Linked DNA regions of Mus musculus: regions 2, 3 and 4 are each linked to region 1. The links are chromatin contacts, called in public Hi-C and promoter capture Hi-C maps. All regions are on one chromosome and are shown on one strand. The core of a region is the stretch at or near the end of the contact, and the rest is flanking DNA. Distances in the headings are between cores, read along the strand shown.

Evidence for each region. Promoter capture Hi-C pulls out the DNA fragments that hold promoters and counts their contacts. A called contact is a pair of places that touch in the nucleus more often than the background predicts.
Region 2: a contact with region 1 is called in a promoter capture Hi-C map of pre-B cells, with 4 times the contacts expected there. The contact joins the promoter of Fam98a here to the promoter of C030034I22Rik in region 1. A contact is called at or near these places in 1 of 39 promoter capture datasets (pre-B cells), 1 of 484 Hi-C or Micro-C datasets (CD4 T cells) and 1 of 9 other capture datasets (liver).
Region 3: a Hi-C map of regulatory T cells shows a contact between it and region 1, with 7 times the contacts expected there. The contact joins the promoter of Fbxl17 here to the promoter of C030034I22Rik in region 1. A contact is called at or near these places in 2 of 484 Hi-C or Micro-C datasets (CD8 T cells and regulatory T cells).
Region 4: a Hi-C map of CD8 T cells shows a contact between it and region 1, with 5 times the contacts expected there. The contact joins the promoter of Pja2 here to the promoter of C030034I22Rik in region 1. A contact is called at or near these places in 2 of 484 Hi-C or Micro-C datasets (CD4 T cells and CD8 T cells).

Annotation. Positions count from the first base shown.
Region 1 is chr17:69,414,860-69,418,320 of GRCm38.p6, forward strand. It overlaps C030034I22Rik (RIKEN cDNA C030034I22 gene), which reads left to right and starts at 1,588. Exons shown (of 1, transcript NR_026848.1): 1 at 1,588-3,461.
Region 2 is chr17:75,550,046-75,553,506 of GRCm38.p6, forward strand. It overlaps Fam98a (family with sequence similarity 98, member A), which reads right to left and starts at 1,901. Exons shown (of 8, transcript NM_133747.2): 1 at 1,696-1,901. The coding sequence starts at 1,748.
Region 3 is chr17:63,498,940-63,502,400 of GRCm38.p6, forward strand. Fbxl17 (F-box and leucine-rich repeat protein 17) reads right to left here and starts at 1,641. Exons shown (of 9, transcript NM_015794.1): 1 at 86-1,641. The coding sequence starts at 1,078.
Region 4 is chr17:64,330,117-64,333,577 of GRCm38.p6, forward strand. It overlaps Pja2 (praja ring finger ubiquitin ligase 2), which reads right to left and starts at 1,767. Exons shown (of 10, transcript NM_001025309.1): 1 at 1,680-1,767.

The DNA.
Region 1 (3,461 bases), core at 338-2,837:
GCAAGCAAGCATCACTCCTCCATGGCCAAAGGTCAAAATAAGATGTAAAAGATCCTTTTAACTCCTAGACCAGAACACTGATAGATACGCCTTCAAGAATGTATTGGGACAGTAATTTGTATTTTGCTTGAGGAAGCCATAGTTATCAGGAGAAAACGTACATGCAAGTCAGTATAGACATTCTTGTTAAGCTTACTTCATCTCAGTCATTATGTGCACAGGAGGGTGCAAGGATGCCTAGCACACCTCAGTAGTTTTACATACTTTGACCAAAGAGTGTGGACGTCGTGAGAGAGACCCAGGTAGCACTGCAGTTAGGCAGATCTGGGACTGGCTGCTCATGTGTGCTTGGCAGTGGCACCTATCACCCCAGCTCCCATTCTGATACCTATTTGCAGTTCCCTGAACACGAACATTTTAATTCCTCTGGACCTTTTCAACTGCTATCCTTTTGCCTATAGACCAATAATTCCCCCCCCTCACTTTATTCCTGCTGATCCGTTGGATAAACTGTCCTAGGACGCTACCCTGACTCCAACAGCTGGAATAGGCACACCTTTACACTTCCAACACTCTCCCAACTGAAGCAAAATTGCACTGAAGAGTTTCTCCCTCTTCTAGTCATGAACTCCAGGCAGCATTGCCTTTCCCATAGCTCCTCCCCCTGGTGCCTCTCAGTCTGTGCCATACACTTGTCCAACTACAGTTGGACATCAAATAACAATGTGGGCTTTGCCATGCTCTGGAGACTTTTGTATTTTCTTTCCAAGACTCACTACTGATTTGGAAAGCATAAAGGGAGTGTTCAACTTTATAGACTATGAGGAGGGGCAGGTGATAGAATCCAAGTTCAGTAAGGCAAACATTTAAAGAGTCTTTGAGAAACCATGAGGGCAGGCTCAAAGAACTAGAGAGAAATCTAATGCTCTGATTTAATCTTATATTGTACAATAGATCTCTAAGTGTGGCCTCAACTATTGCTGGAAAAATACAAATACAAGTATCTTTCCAATCAGCCTGCTGAGAGAGGTTTCAGTTCTCTTTCTATTGAATAAGCATTATGCTTGGATGCTATATGTGTAACTGGACATCTGCTGAGGTGACTCGCCCAAAGGCTAAGTTGATGGAATCCATTATATACATACTCTCAATGGAACTAGTTTTTCAGTAAAAGAACTTGACACCACTAGCTACACGGAGGCCATCCTAAATGCACCAGGCAATTTCAGTACCCACAAATTTGCTCCCTATTCAAAGTAAAAAGCAAACATCCAATCTCTCTACTGGGGGTAGATTTAGCCTGGAGCCAAGTATTCACTGAGGTAGACAATGTTCCAGAAAGCTGGGAGACAGAAGTGATAGTTTCATGATAAAATTTTATTGAGATGGCTTCCAGGCCAAGGGGGAATCCATTCTTGGTTTGTAAAAGTGTTGAGAAACTGACTTAGCCCTCAGAAGAATGCACATGAATTGCAGAGAAACACAGGAAGTGGTGCAAAGATAAAGGCCTTCAACAAGAGCTGCAATTTTCTTGGAGTATACAAAGAATGAGTTTAAACAAACTTTTTTTTTTTAACTTTTTTTCCTCTTTTCTTTTTTTCTTAAAGATCTTTATAAGCAGAGAAAAACTGCCAGAAAACAGTGAAAGGAGCACAAAATCAGAATAGGGTTGGGGGGACTGCAAAAGCCAATGGTGGTGCTAGCAAGAAGCAATTAGTTTTAGTTTAAGGGAACAAGGCAAGTGGACACAGCTCAGATGGGGTGCTCCACTCATTAGCTCTTTTTTTTTTTTCCTTTTCTCATGAAACGTTATATTCACAATTTTCAGCAGGAAACACCCAACTCGCCCAAGCTGTGTTTCCTGTGTTTTCTAAACGGTATAATACGTTATTACAAAAGAAACAATCCAAACAGCCCTGTGGAGGGGTGAGAAGTAAAGAATAGTTTTATACTTAACCAGACACCAGATTATGAGGTCAAGTCATACAGCATCGTGAGAGATACAAGGAAAAACTGAAAGTGAACGCTTTCTGCCTGAACTTCTCGATCCAAAAAACAACCTTTGAGAAGAGGATGAACCAGAATGTGTAAAACTAAGTAATTCCGGGAGGAAACCCTAAGATGACCTGAGATATTCAGTCCAAGAGGGTGGGTGACACCATTTCAAAGCCAGTCTAAGAAAGGGTGGTTGAGATGCCTCTGGCAAACCCTTTCAACTTCTGAAGGTCCCAGCGCCAAGCGACAAGGGCCCTGGGCAGAGCCAAGGGAGAGCTTGACACAGACGGCCGCGGTCACAGGGCTGGAGAGTTAGGCCCCGGGTCGTGTGGTCTGGCGGATTCTATCCATTTCCGCCCAGGACGGTAAGAAACCCCAGAGACCGAGCCGTGGCGGAGCAGTTGGTCCCCGGTGCAGGAATTCGCTGTCCTCCCAGCACAGTGCACGGCTGGGAACCCGATCAGCCCGCGTGTCAGCTTGGGGCGGAGCCAAGCCTGGTCACCACCGGAAGTGCGTCACTAGAGCGGGCCGGGAGCGCAGGCCGAACCCGGAAGCAGGCCTGGCGTAGGCTGGAGCTTGGGGGAGGCGCCGGGTCTCTGAGATTTAGTGACCGAACTGCCCGCGCGGAGAGGACTGGCGGCGGAGAACTGCAGCAAGAGCAGGAAACCCACGGGACCGCGGACGTGCGCGAGGCTCGAGGCCGTGCTGCACCGAGGGGCTCGACTCGTGGCGCCGAGCGGTCACTTCCGGCCTGCGGGGGGTACTTTTTAAAGGGATAGCGGGTATTTCCGAAGCCACGGGGGCATCGCCACGCCGCGGTGTCGCCGCTGGGGCCGGGGCTTCTGTGGGTTCTAATGATTCTGCCGTACGTGCTTTGCCCTAATTGTCAACTGTTTTGTCAAGTCCGCGTTGGCTCCAAGAGAGACCTTCCCTGACGTTTTCAGTGCCCGCGGAGTGGACAGCCCCGGCGGAGCATCTGACCGCCCGCTCCCCGGCTCCCGCTGCAGCTGTCATTCACGTCGATGATGCTGTTTTCCTTAGAGATCCGAGTGTACAAATGGACTGATGCTGCAAAGTCCGTGGGTGGGGTTGGGGTGGGGAGAGTACTTCTGCCTGCCAGGTCTTCAGAGATGGGTTTACACTTCGATGAGTAGCGCTGACAAGCCACGTCTTGCAAGGGCGGTTGCATTCGACCGAATAGCACAGGTTCCCTTCACCGATATGAGCTCGGGTAGCATTCATCATCTGGAGGGGGATCTTTCCTTATCTACTTCTCCTTTCTACTGTTTGAAGTGTAAATTCGTCTTAGGTTATTGAGTTTTCAGTACTTTGATTGTATCCAAATGGAAGCATTCAAGTGTGATATTGTCTGGCAGTAAATTTACTTTAAAAAAAAAAAAGCTTACCCTGTGGACTATCACATGAGTTAAATATCCAAGATAAAAGAGTGAACAGAGAGTTGCAGG
Region 2 (3,461 bases), core at 651-3,150, 6.1 Mb after region 1:
AGCTCTTCCACTGCAGCCAGTCAGCTGATCTTCACCTGCACGGAATATCCCAGAACTCTTCTGGTTCTACTCCTGCAACACTACCTTTTCAAGGGAAGAGACCCTCCTCGGGGCTTTTCATTGTATGCTTCTCAGAGCTTCCACGTGAACTTATACCCTGAGGAAAACCCCACACTGGCACAGAGCAAGTGTCCCTTAAAAAATGTTTACTGGCCGGGTGTGGTGGCGCACACCTTTAATCCCAGCACTCGGGAGGCAGAGGCAGGCGGATTTCTGAGTTCGAGGCCAGCCTGGTCTACAGAGTGAGTTCCAGGACAGCCAGGACTATACAGAGAAACCTTGTCTCGAAAAACAAAACACACACACACACACACACACAAAAAAAATGTTTACTGAGTAAGCGAATCATCTTTAGACACCCGTTGAAAAGCACCCGTTCCACAGAATAAGGCTTACGTGTGGCCCATTGCAAGAACTAAGTTGGCCAAGTCTGGGCTATGCACAAAATGTGATTCAAAGAAATGACCACAGCGGCTGATGTTCACAGCGATGGTTAGTAAGCTTCCTTTATGGTCAGTACCTACTAGGACACCAAGCTAGTCACATGGGTTGCGCTTTGGCTACCTCAAAGGTGTCCTTCCCTAAAGAAAGGTGTCCCTTAAGAATTTCCATGGCATGGAAAAGCCTAAAGTTAAGCTTTGATTAAGGATTATAGTTAAAAATACAACAATCGGCAGGGCATGGGGGCTCACTCCTTTAATCATAGCTCTCAGGTGCCAGAGGCAGGAGGACCTCGGTGCGTCATTTCTTCTACGCTGATTTTATCCTGAAATAGTTATTCGCAGGCAAATACTTAATCATGCAGGGCTTTTTTTTTTTTTTTTTTTTTTTTTTTTTTTTTTTTTTTTTGCCTAAGAGCCTCTAGGTTCTCAAGTTTAAGCACCTTGATCTGGGTGACCAAACAAGATAAATAAGCCTTATTTCCAAATTCCTAAACACTGAAGACTATGACTGAGAGTCAAGATGCAAATATGCTGATTCTTGGTGGGTGAGGATGACCCTGGAATGCTGGAGTTCAGCGAGGCTGTGCTGGAGGTCTGAAGTCACTGACTGTCATTTCCAAAGCAGGTGGTTGAAAGGTTAGGTGCACAGCTGAGCGGGCTTGAGAGCAGCCGGCTGCATCGCCCAGACGTGCGCTTTGGGAAGCCTAGGTGCATGCAGAGATGACTGAGCAAAGATGATTTTTTTTTTTTTTTGAGAGAGAGAGAGACAGAGAAGTAGGGTGGGGGGTAGAAGCTCAAGAAAGAAGTAGGGAATCTTGGGGCCAAGTAGGAAAGCAGATACAACTTTGGCAAACCATAAAGTGGGGGTAGGGTGGGAGGACGGGAGGCAAGAAGAGAAAGCTTGGGGAGTGGGGGGGTGGTGAGAACCGGAGCCCAGACAATGACACGCATGACTGAGACACGCTGCGGGTAGCTGGGCTGTAGGGGAGCACCGGGGAGGACGAGGGCCGTCGGAGCCCAGTGGGCAGGGTAGGTGTGGACGTGGCACCGGGGGTCCCTGGGCCAGCAGCGGGAAGCTCCGGCGGGAGTCGGGTGCGGAGTGGCAAGGCAGGTGGCTCCGACCGGGCGCCCGAGGAGTTGCCGGGGCTCTAGCAGAGTGGACTTTCAGAAACTCATGCCCCCGCCGTCTTACCCTAGATCTTCCAACGACTCCAAGATGTCAGTCTCCATGAGGTCACACTCCATGCTACTGTGGTATTCAAATTTCCGAGTCGTCAGGCTGCCCTCTCGCCGGCAACGCGTACCCTAGCGCATGCGCTCCTTCCCCGGAACTTCCAAGTCGACAGCTGGCGCCTCAGTCCCCGTATTGCGCATGCCCCGAGCGTGCGCAAGCAGTTTGGTTCCGCCCACTGCCCCCACCTCACCGGCCGAGGAAAAAAAAATGGCCGGGTGTGCGCGTGCCCAGTATGGGGTAGTGAAGCTAGCTGCCCTAAGAAGGGCAGGAAGGCAGGTGGCGTGGCACCGAGGCTGGGAGACTCAGAGACTCAGCCAGGGGGCGCGGAGCTCTTGGAATGCGCATGTGCACAGCTTGGGGCGAGGCAGGCGCGGGAGGAGCAGAAGCAGGATCCAGCCTGGGATTGTAGAGTGACAGCTGTGGTATTGAAGATGCGTGTCCTCCTTTCACCTGCGAGTCACCACAGAAGGGCAAATTTGTGCGTTCCCAGCCACAGCCCAGGGCGGGGTTAGACGGGTCAAAAACAATGAAAGCCAGGAAAATGCCATTTGATTTTTCTTCAGTGTAGCCTCTGGAGTCCACGGTTAGAGAAGTGGCTTTCCTCAGTATGGATGCTTCAGAAAGTTTCTCCAGGGAAAGTTTTTTTTTTTTTTTTTGTCCCTGTCCTCTTGAGTCTGCCCCAGACACCACGCATTTTGTTTTAACGGGAAAGGGCATAACTCCATATCGAATACAATAGGGTATATTTGATTACATGCAGTTTAGACAATGGATCAACTTTTTGTCTCCGTTGACTTTTTTTTTTTTTTTTTTAATACAGGGTTTTATAGAGCCATGGATGGCCTGGAACTCACTATGCAGACCAGGCTGGCTGTGAACTCACAGAGCTCCACCTACCTTTGCCTTCCCAGTGCTGAGATTAAAGGCATCTGCTACCATGCTCAGTGTTGTCATTACTTTTGGCCACCCATGCTTGGGTGTAGCTTTCTATTATGAAAGAACTGTTGAATAAGGAGGAAATCGTTTTCAAAGAGATGATGTAGTTAGAAAATCATATTTATCTATGAATTGCCATGTTGTTATATTGTGTAGTCATTTGGTTTTAAACTTATTCTTACGTTTTATTTTGTAGTTTCCACTTTCATGTCTAATGGATAAGCATTCTCTGTCAGTAGTAATTCATGGTTTAGTTATTTATTTTGTGTAACATGGGTTGGGAGAAGGTTATGCACTAACTGTTCTAGTGACTATCCTCTTGACCCATGAGCGACCTGGCTTCTCCAAGAAAGCTCCCCTAAAGTTAAATATTCTTCAAGGTGTATTCATTGATTCTAATTTCCTGATTGGGAAAAGTTGCAAATCCAGAGCCAAGGTTCTGTCAGACTGTCATTAGTCCCCTTAAGAGCCCACCCTGGCCCATCCTGTGTGACCTAACCTCATTTTGGCTATCAGGTAAAACTTTTGGGATGTGTAAACATCCAAATTAGCTTCTGCCTACTCAAAGCCACAAGTGTCATCAGATAACAGCTAAGTTCTCTCCACATCACTGTAAACTTCTCACCTGCTGTCCCCACCAATATATCTGAAGAAATAATCCCTTGACTTATGAGTTGGTATTGTGTAACTATACAGACAGTGGAACCAGTTCTGTGTTGGCACATGTTATGTGGGGCAGTCTGAGTCTGTACCTGGGTCATGGTCACTCATATTTGGATCAAGAAAAA
Region 3 (3,461 bases), core at 391-2,890, 5.9 Mb before region 1:
GAGAAAGCCTCGGAGGCGGGGGAGCCGGGTTAGGGGGGCGGGGGGGGGGGAGTGAGCATCCCTGCGCCTCCTCGCCCAGACCCACCTTAAGCAGGATGGACGGCGGCAGTTGGTTGATGTCTGGGATCTCGGGGGGCGGCTCCCTGTGACAGTCGCAGGGGTTTTCGGGGGGCTCCTGACAGTCCGCGTCGCCGCTCTCGGGCTGCTGCTGGGCAGACGAGGGGGCGGTGCCCCCGGCTCGGACTGTGTCCCCGGCGGCGGCCACGATGGGGGCACACTCTGAGGCGGGAGAGGCGGGCGCGGGGCAGAGCGGCGGCGGGGGCTGCTCCGGGGCCTGGCAGCAGCCGGCATCGGGCGGCCGCGGCGGCGAGGCACCTCCTCCCGCGGGCCCTCCCCCGCCGCCGCCGCCCCCGCCGCAGCCCCCGCAGCCGCAACGGGGCTGCTTGCAGGGGGTGCAGGCGGGGACCCCGGCCCCTTTCCGCTTGCAAACCATCTCGAGGGCCGTGGCGGGCTCGGCCTGCGGCGGCGGCGCCGGCGGTGCCCGGAAGAGCTGCACGGCGGCCAGCGGTCCCAGGAAGCGCACGGGCCCCACGCCGGCCAGGAAGAGGCTCCGGCCCTGCTGCTCCCAGGCGGCGGCGGCGGCCAGCCCCAGCTCCTTGCAGCAGGACGCGGGCGACGAGGCAGCGGCGGCGGCGGCGGCGGCCGAGGACAGCAGGAAGCGGCGTGCGGCGGCGGCGCAGTCCTCGGCGGCCAGGGCCGCGTAGCGCCGCGCCAAGTGCTGCGAGGAGACGGCGGCGTAGGCCCCGTCCCGCGGCGGCGGCGGCGGTGGCGAGAGCGGCGGCTCCTCCTCTAGGCCGGCGGAGGCGGGCGCGCCGGGGCTGTGCACGATGAAGCAGAGCATGCAGGGCCCGCGGAAGAAGCAGTCCCGGCTCCGGGGCGCCGCGGGCTGCGGGGACGCCTTGGCCAGAGCCCGGCGGGGCAGTCTGAGGAGAGGGCGCCGGCGGCGACACCAGCTGCAGCAGCGAGGCCTCTTCTGGCTCGGGCGGTTACGCGGCTCCTTCGAGAGAAGGTGGCCCATATAGAAGGCCCCGAGGAGGGCGACCGGGACGGGGCGGGAGAGGGAGGCCCGAGGGGCGGGCTCCGGCGGCGGGGCAGGCCGCTGGCTGGGTCGCCCGCGCCGCGCACCCGGCACACGCGACGGCGGGGGTGGGCGTCAGCTGCGGGCCGCCCGGGTGCCCGACGCGGGCTACATGCTTTGCCCCCCGGGGAGCCGGGAGGAGGACGGGCGCGAGCTGTGGGGACGCGAGGGAGGGAAGCGAGTCTGCCGGCCAGGCCAGCCGGTTCAGTCAGTCAGCGCCGCGGCGGGGGCAGCGCGGGCCCGACTCGGACCATTTTAACTGCGGCTGGGCCGGCGGCGCGCGAGCCCGCGACACGGCCCGTCGCCGCGGGAGCGCGCCGCCCGCTCCGGGAGGGGGCGGAGCCGCCCGCGGGGGCGCGCGGGTCTCACCCAGGGGCGGGAGCGCCGCCGGGGGAGAAGCGGGGACCTCGGGGCTGCGCGCTGACGGGGCCGCGCACTCCCTCCGGCTGCACACGGAGGTGGCCTGGACGCCTCCGGGCTCACGCCCCTCTCCCGAAGCGGATGGAGACGCTTCCGAGCCAGCTGGGTGACATCCGTTTCCACGGCCGCGCTGACGTCTGGAGGTGTAAGTTCAAGAGCTGCCATTGGCCAGGCTCAGCTTGGCTCTTCCCCTTCACTTCCCACCCCACCATCGCCCTGACTCGGAAACTGAGGCCAATTGAGAACGGAAGAACCAGTTCCACCTGAGAGGCCTGAGCCCTTGGGTGATGGGTGACAGTCCAGTAAGGATCCGTTAGCTAGGTGACTACACTGATTCTACTCCTGTGTCTAGGCACCTGTTGCATACTGCTGCCTTTGCACACAATTGCGGGCTGAAAACATGTATCACGCTGAAAACAGGTATACACGCTGGAAAAAACACTCCAACATTCCAGGCTCCAAGCTCAATGTTACTGTTGTTTGACACCTTGAAATCCAGTCTGTCCACTCTGTGAATATTAGTGTGGTGCCCTTAGGACAGACTTTGGTGGCTAAGGTGGGGAACTAAAACATGCAAGTTGATCAGACTTCAGAAGTCTTAAGTTACAGTGATGACACAGGTTCTCGGATGGGGAGAGGTCAGCTTTCACAGGGGAGAAGGTAGGGAAAGTTAGTTGTCTTAGTCTCTTCTGCTGCTATAACAATGCTACATACAACAGTAAACTATGAAGAAGTTTATCTCGCTCTGGAGGCTTTGGAAAGTAGAATAACATGCAGTGTCAGCTAAGTGGCAGGGTAAAAGCGCCGGAAACTGTCTATCATTTTTTATCGGGAACCTACTCTTGTGGTAACAATTTGTTCCTGGAGGGCGGAACTCTAGTGTCCTCATCACCTCTTAAAGGACCCCCTTAGGAATGTTGCATGCATACTGTTAACAGTAGCAAATTTCAGGGTAAGTTTTGGAGGGAACTTTGAAACCATGCTAAGAGTCCAAAGCAGTGGATCAGGCAGTGGAGAGGACTTTAGAAAAAGTGTCAGTGGGGGGAGTGGCAGAAAAGAAACAAAGGCTGCGAAGAAATGAGGTGATTTGTTTCTGGCAGTTTCTACTCTTCATTAAAAGAAGCCCCACCCCTCCCTGCTGAAGAATATACTCCCTGGGTATATTCAAAAGCTACCGGGGAGAGAGTTGAGGATATCAGAATTTCAAAAACCAATGGGAAAAAGATTTGTCCAGATATTCACATATTTGTTACTCTCAAATGTGCTGTCTGAACTCCTTCACCTACGGATATCCCCCACATGCCCATGGTTCTTCTGCCTGTAATCGAGGAAAGGGTCTTCCAGGCTCTCAGAGCTCCATTCGTGAATCGTCAAGTTATGGCCATCTCGGCTTGGCTCTTTTCTAGAGCAAATGAAGCTAAAATTGTGCAGAAAGTACAGCCCTGTCAGTTTCTTGTAAGTCAAGCATTCGTCTACCCTTTGGCACATAAAGACCCACATCTTGTGTTCACCAAGAGAAATAAAGTCCTGTCTGCAAAAAGACTTGTATGGAAACGCAAATGTACTGATGAGAGCAAAACTCTCAAGGAGCCCAGATGTCTGTCAGTGGGAGAATGAGGAAGCTGGAATATTCAGTGCACCACTACTCTTGAATTAAAAATAAAATAGAATATGAATGGATCTCATAAATGTGTGTTGAATCAGACTGTGGAGTTAGAAACGAGAATGCCTTCCTGATTTTAGCAAGTCCTTTATAGAGAGCCTGGCACCATGCATACCCATCAGGGGCACATATGCACTCGAACTGCAACTTAACGTTTCTAAAGATGAGGTAGGCAGACTCTGAGACTTTTAAGTTTCTGAAGTTCACGGTAGCTATTATAATCCTTAGCCAGTCAGAAGT
Region 4 (3,461 bases), core at 517-3,016, 5.1 Mb before region 1:
AAATAGGGTTTTTAAATTTTAACTCACAAGTGGTCTGAAGACCACCTAGAAGAAACACTCAGGAAATAGTAATAATATCTTTAAAAAGAGTAATAATAAGGGTTAGATGGCTGTCAGATTTAAATACTCATACCCTTTACTTCTGCAACTGTACGTCTGGATCTGTGCTCCAGAAATGATCACACAGGTTTTTCCCCCTTATTAAAACAGTGTCTGAGTCTTGGGATAGAGGCAATATACTAGAAGGCAAAGTGGGGGCTGCTCTTTTTACATTACAGTCTTCCACACCGTGAAATGTTCTAAAATAAACGATTCAGAGCTTACAGTTCAGCATCAATCAATCAATACGTGAGTTAGTTACCTTTAGTATAAAGCATAACTTTCAACTGCAAGCACTGAAACGGCTTTCAGTAGGAATACTTAATTAAAGTCCATCAAATTAAAGAAATAGGATGTACCCTTAGATAGAAAAAGTATTAGGGAGGCCTACATAAAACGGGAGTCTATGTCCAAGATATATAATTAGAAGAAGCAAGCTTTACACAAATGTGCTCAGCATAGCCCTCACCCCCATCCCTGAAGGAGACAACTCTGCATGTGTGTGTATCTTTCAAGATGCGTTTGTGAAAGCACTTGGAAAGATGACCACCAAACCGAAATACTGGTGGGGCACTGAAGGATGAAAATAGTCACATATTAGTATTTATTTAATACTTCTCTCTTTATACTGCTGAATTTTACACGGAGGGTGCATGTCTGTAATAGAAGAATAAAATTATTTCATATAAAAAGACATGAAATCCAGAAGACAATCACAAACATGTTACGTTTATTTCTGTTATTTTTTTACGTTCCTGTATACACTCATCAAATGACCTGTTAAGTCTTCAGCAATGACTGCCATCTTAAAAGAAATAATAGCAAATATTTCGTGATAAAAATAGAGTAAGGCCTCTTTAAAAAAAAAAAAAAGAATCGTATACTTGACAGAATGAGGATCGTCAAAGCAGTTGTCTATGTAGACATACAATTTTTTTTTTTGTTTTATTTTATTCAACTTGGTCTGGGCAGCTTTCAACTCACCATTTTTAATGTGCGCAAAAAATGATAAACCTGGAGGCATCTTGGGGTGGGGGTGGAGGTGCGGGTGGGGGCGGGGAGGGGAGCCCTGAAGGTGCCTCTGACAGGCGTGCTGGGGCCTAACGCTGACCAAGAAGACGGTAGGCCACTGGCACTGCCTGACAGGGTGCCTGGGCCTCGGTGACAATCGGGGAGGACGCAAATCCGGGAGGCAGGGATGGAAGGCGTGCCGTGCCGGGCCGGGCAGGGGCCCCGCAGGCCTAGTGCGCCACGGTCCTCCGCGGCGGGCCTGAGGGTGGGCGGCACTGGCGGGCCGCGAGGGGCAAGGCGCCGGGTCCTTGACCAGGGCACCAAGGACAGCAGACAGCCGGCGGGAGCGAGCGGGCGGCGGGCGCGGCGGCTCGGGCTAGAGCGCGGCCCCGGGCGGGATGGCCGGAGGCCTCTCAGTCGCCAACCCCACCCACCATGGCCGGCCACGGCTCGGTCCGTTCCTCGGAGACCCCCGAAGCCGAGGCGCCTGGGCAGCGGCTCCCTCACCCAGATCCGCTCTGACAGAATCAGCCAGAATGGAGAGAGAAAAAAATAAAAATTGCCCTCACCGAGATGTGCAGCGGCTCCAGAGCGAGAACAGCGCTCGATCCTCCACCCGCCACCACCGCCTTCTTCTCCGCCTCCGACTCCTCCCCCGCCGAACGCGCAGCGGCTGCAGCGGCGGCGGCGGCGGCGGCGGCGGAAGCAGAGGTGGTGACGGCGGCGGCGGCGGCGGCGCGTCCCGCCCCTTGCGCTGCGAAGGAGGCGGAGGAAGGGAGCGCTTTAGCCCCGCCCCCTGAGGGCGCAGCCAATAGACTTCACGGCCCTCTGCAGGGGGAAAAGCACGCATCCAATCGCAGTCCTAGAAGTAGGCCTACGTCATGGTTGGACGTGGCAGAAAAAGGGAAAATAACTGGGGCTGTCTCTCTGCCTGGCGCCTGCAAGCTCTCTCCCAGGCCCTTCGCGGATTGGCCGAGGAGAGTGGAGACGCGCTTGGCTCCGCCCCCTCTCTGGCCCTGCGCCCGCCCCTGCAGCACTGCGACGTTTGGGCGGGGGCGGGGCGCCGAGGCCCGATCCACTGTCAGGCCTTTTGTGGTTTGGCTGGGAGAAAAGGGCGGGGTCTCCCGAAGGGAAGGGGGTGTGGAGAGCTGAGCGCAGGACTGGCGCAGTTACACTTCTCCCTCCATTCCCGCATGCCCCCCAGCAAAATGGAGGTGCAGAATTCGGTTCCCAAGGCTGTGAGAAGTTACCCAGTATTTGCAATTTGAAGTACAAGAAAAGAAAATCCGAAACCAGTTGCAATTCTGATAGCAGCGAGGGAAAGAAACGTACGAAGAGCTTGTTTGCTGTGGTTCTCTGTGGTGCGTGGTACCCGCCCACCACTGGTCAGACCCTCGCCCTGCTCTCTGATTCTGTTTGTATAAAGCAGCTATAGGTGAGATGTAGATTTGGCCTGACCAGAGTTTAGCAGCTGACAGCTAAGTTATATCGGGTGTCAGGCTCGGAGTTATCAGCTCTCGTCTCATGCAACCAAAATAAATACAACAGCTGGAGTCCCTGGACACCTTGCTTAATTTAAACCCAGTCACAGTTTAAGTTCGTTATGTCAGTGATGCACATGTCCCCTTTTCTCATCCTGAAGCCTGCCTGCTTCTCTGATTACAGCCTAGCTCTCTTCTCTTAACTCCCCGCCCCCACCCCCAGCTTCATCACCCAGAGCTCAAAAGCCCAGGATATATTTATCACGTGGCCTCCCTACCCACACAGATTAAGAGCCCCACTTCTTGTGATGTCCTTTAGCTGTAAAATCTGCCAGTGAACTGAAACTACTTTTTCTACCATCGATGTAAAGAAATGATTCGACATTTCCCATAAAAACACGAGAAATTGCTAGACATTTTGTGAAACCAAGTTTAATTCCCAGAATACCCCAGTAGCATATATTTTACCCGCCCCCCAAATTACTCTTTTACATGTCTCCAAGTCCTTGCTCTCTTGAAAGAGAATGTATATTTTAACTAATTTTCCTTTAGAGTCTTGAAGATTGGTTCAGTTGAACACACTAACAGGTTGGCAGGTGCAGGACTTCTCAAATCTCAATCATTTCCATACCATGTCTGGGTATACTAGAATGAACTACAATCCAGAAGGGAGGGCGCATCTGTGAGAGGTTTTTCTGGTTAGTATGATGTGGGTGAATCCACTTCTAGTCTGGATCTTTGAGTTGGGAAGACATACTCCTGGTTAGATCTTGAGATGGGAAGACACAGGCTTTTGATCCAGATCTTGAGGTAGATAGAAAGGCATACCTTAAATCCAGATCTTGAAACAGGAAGACACACATACCTTTA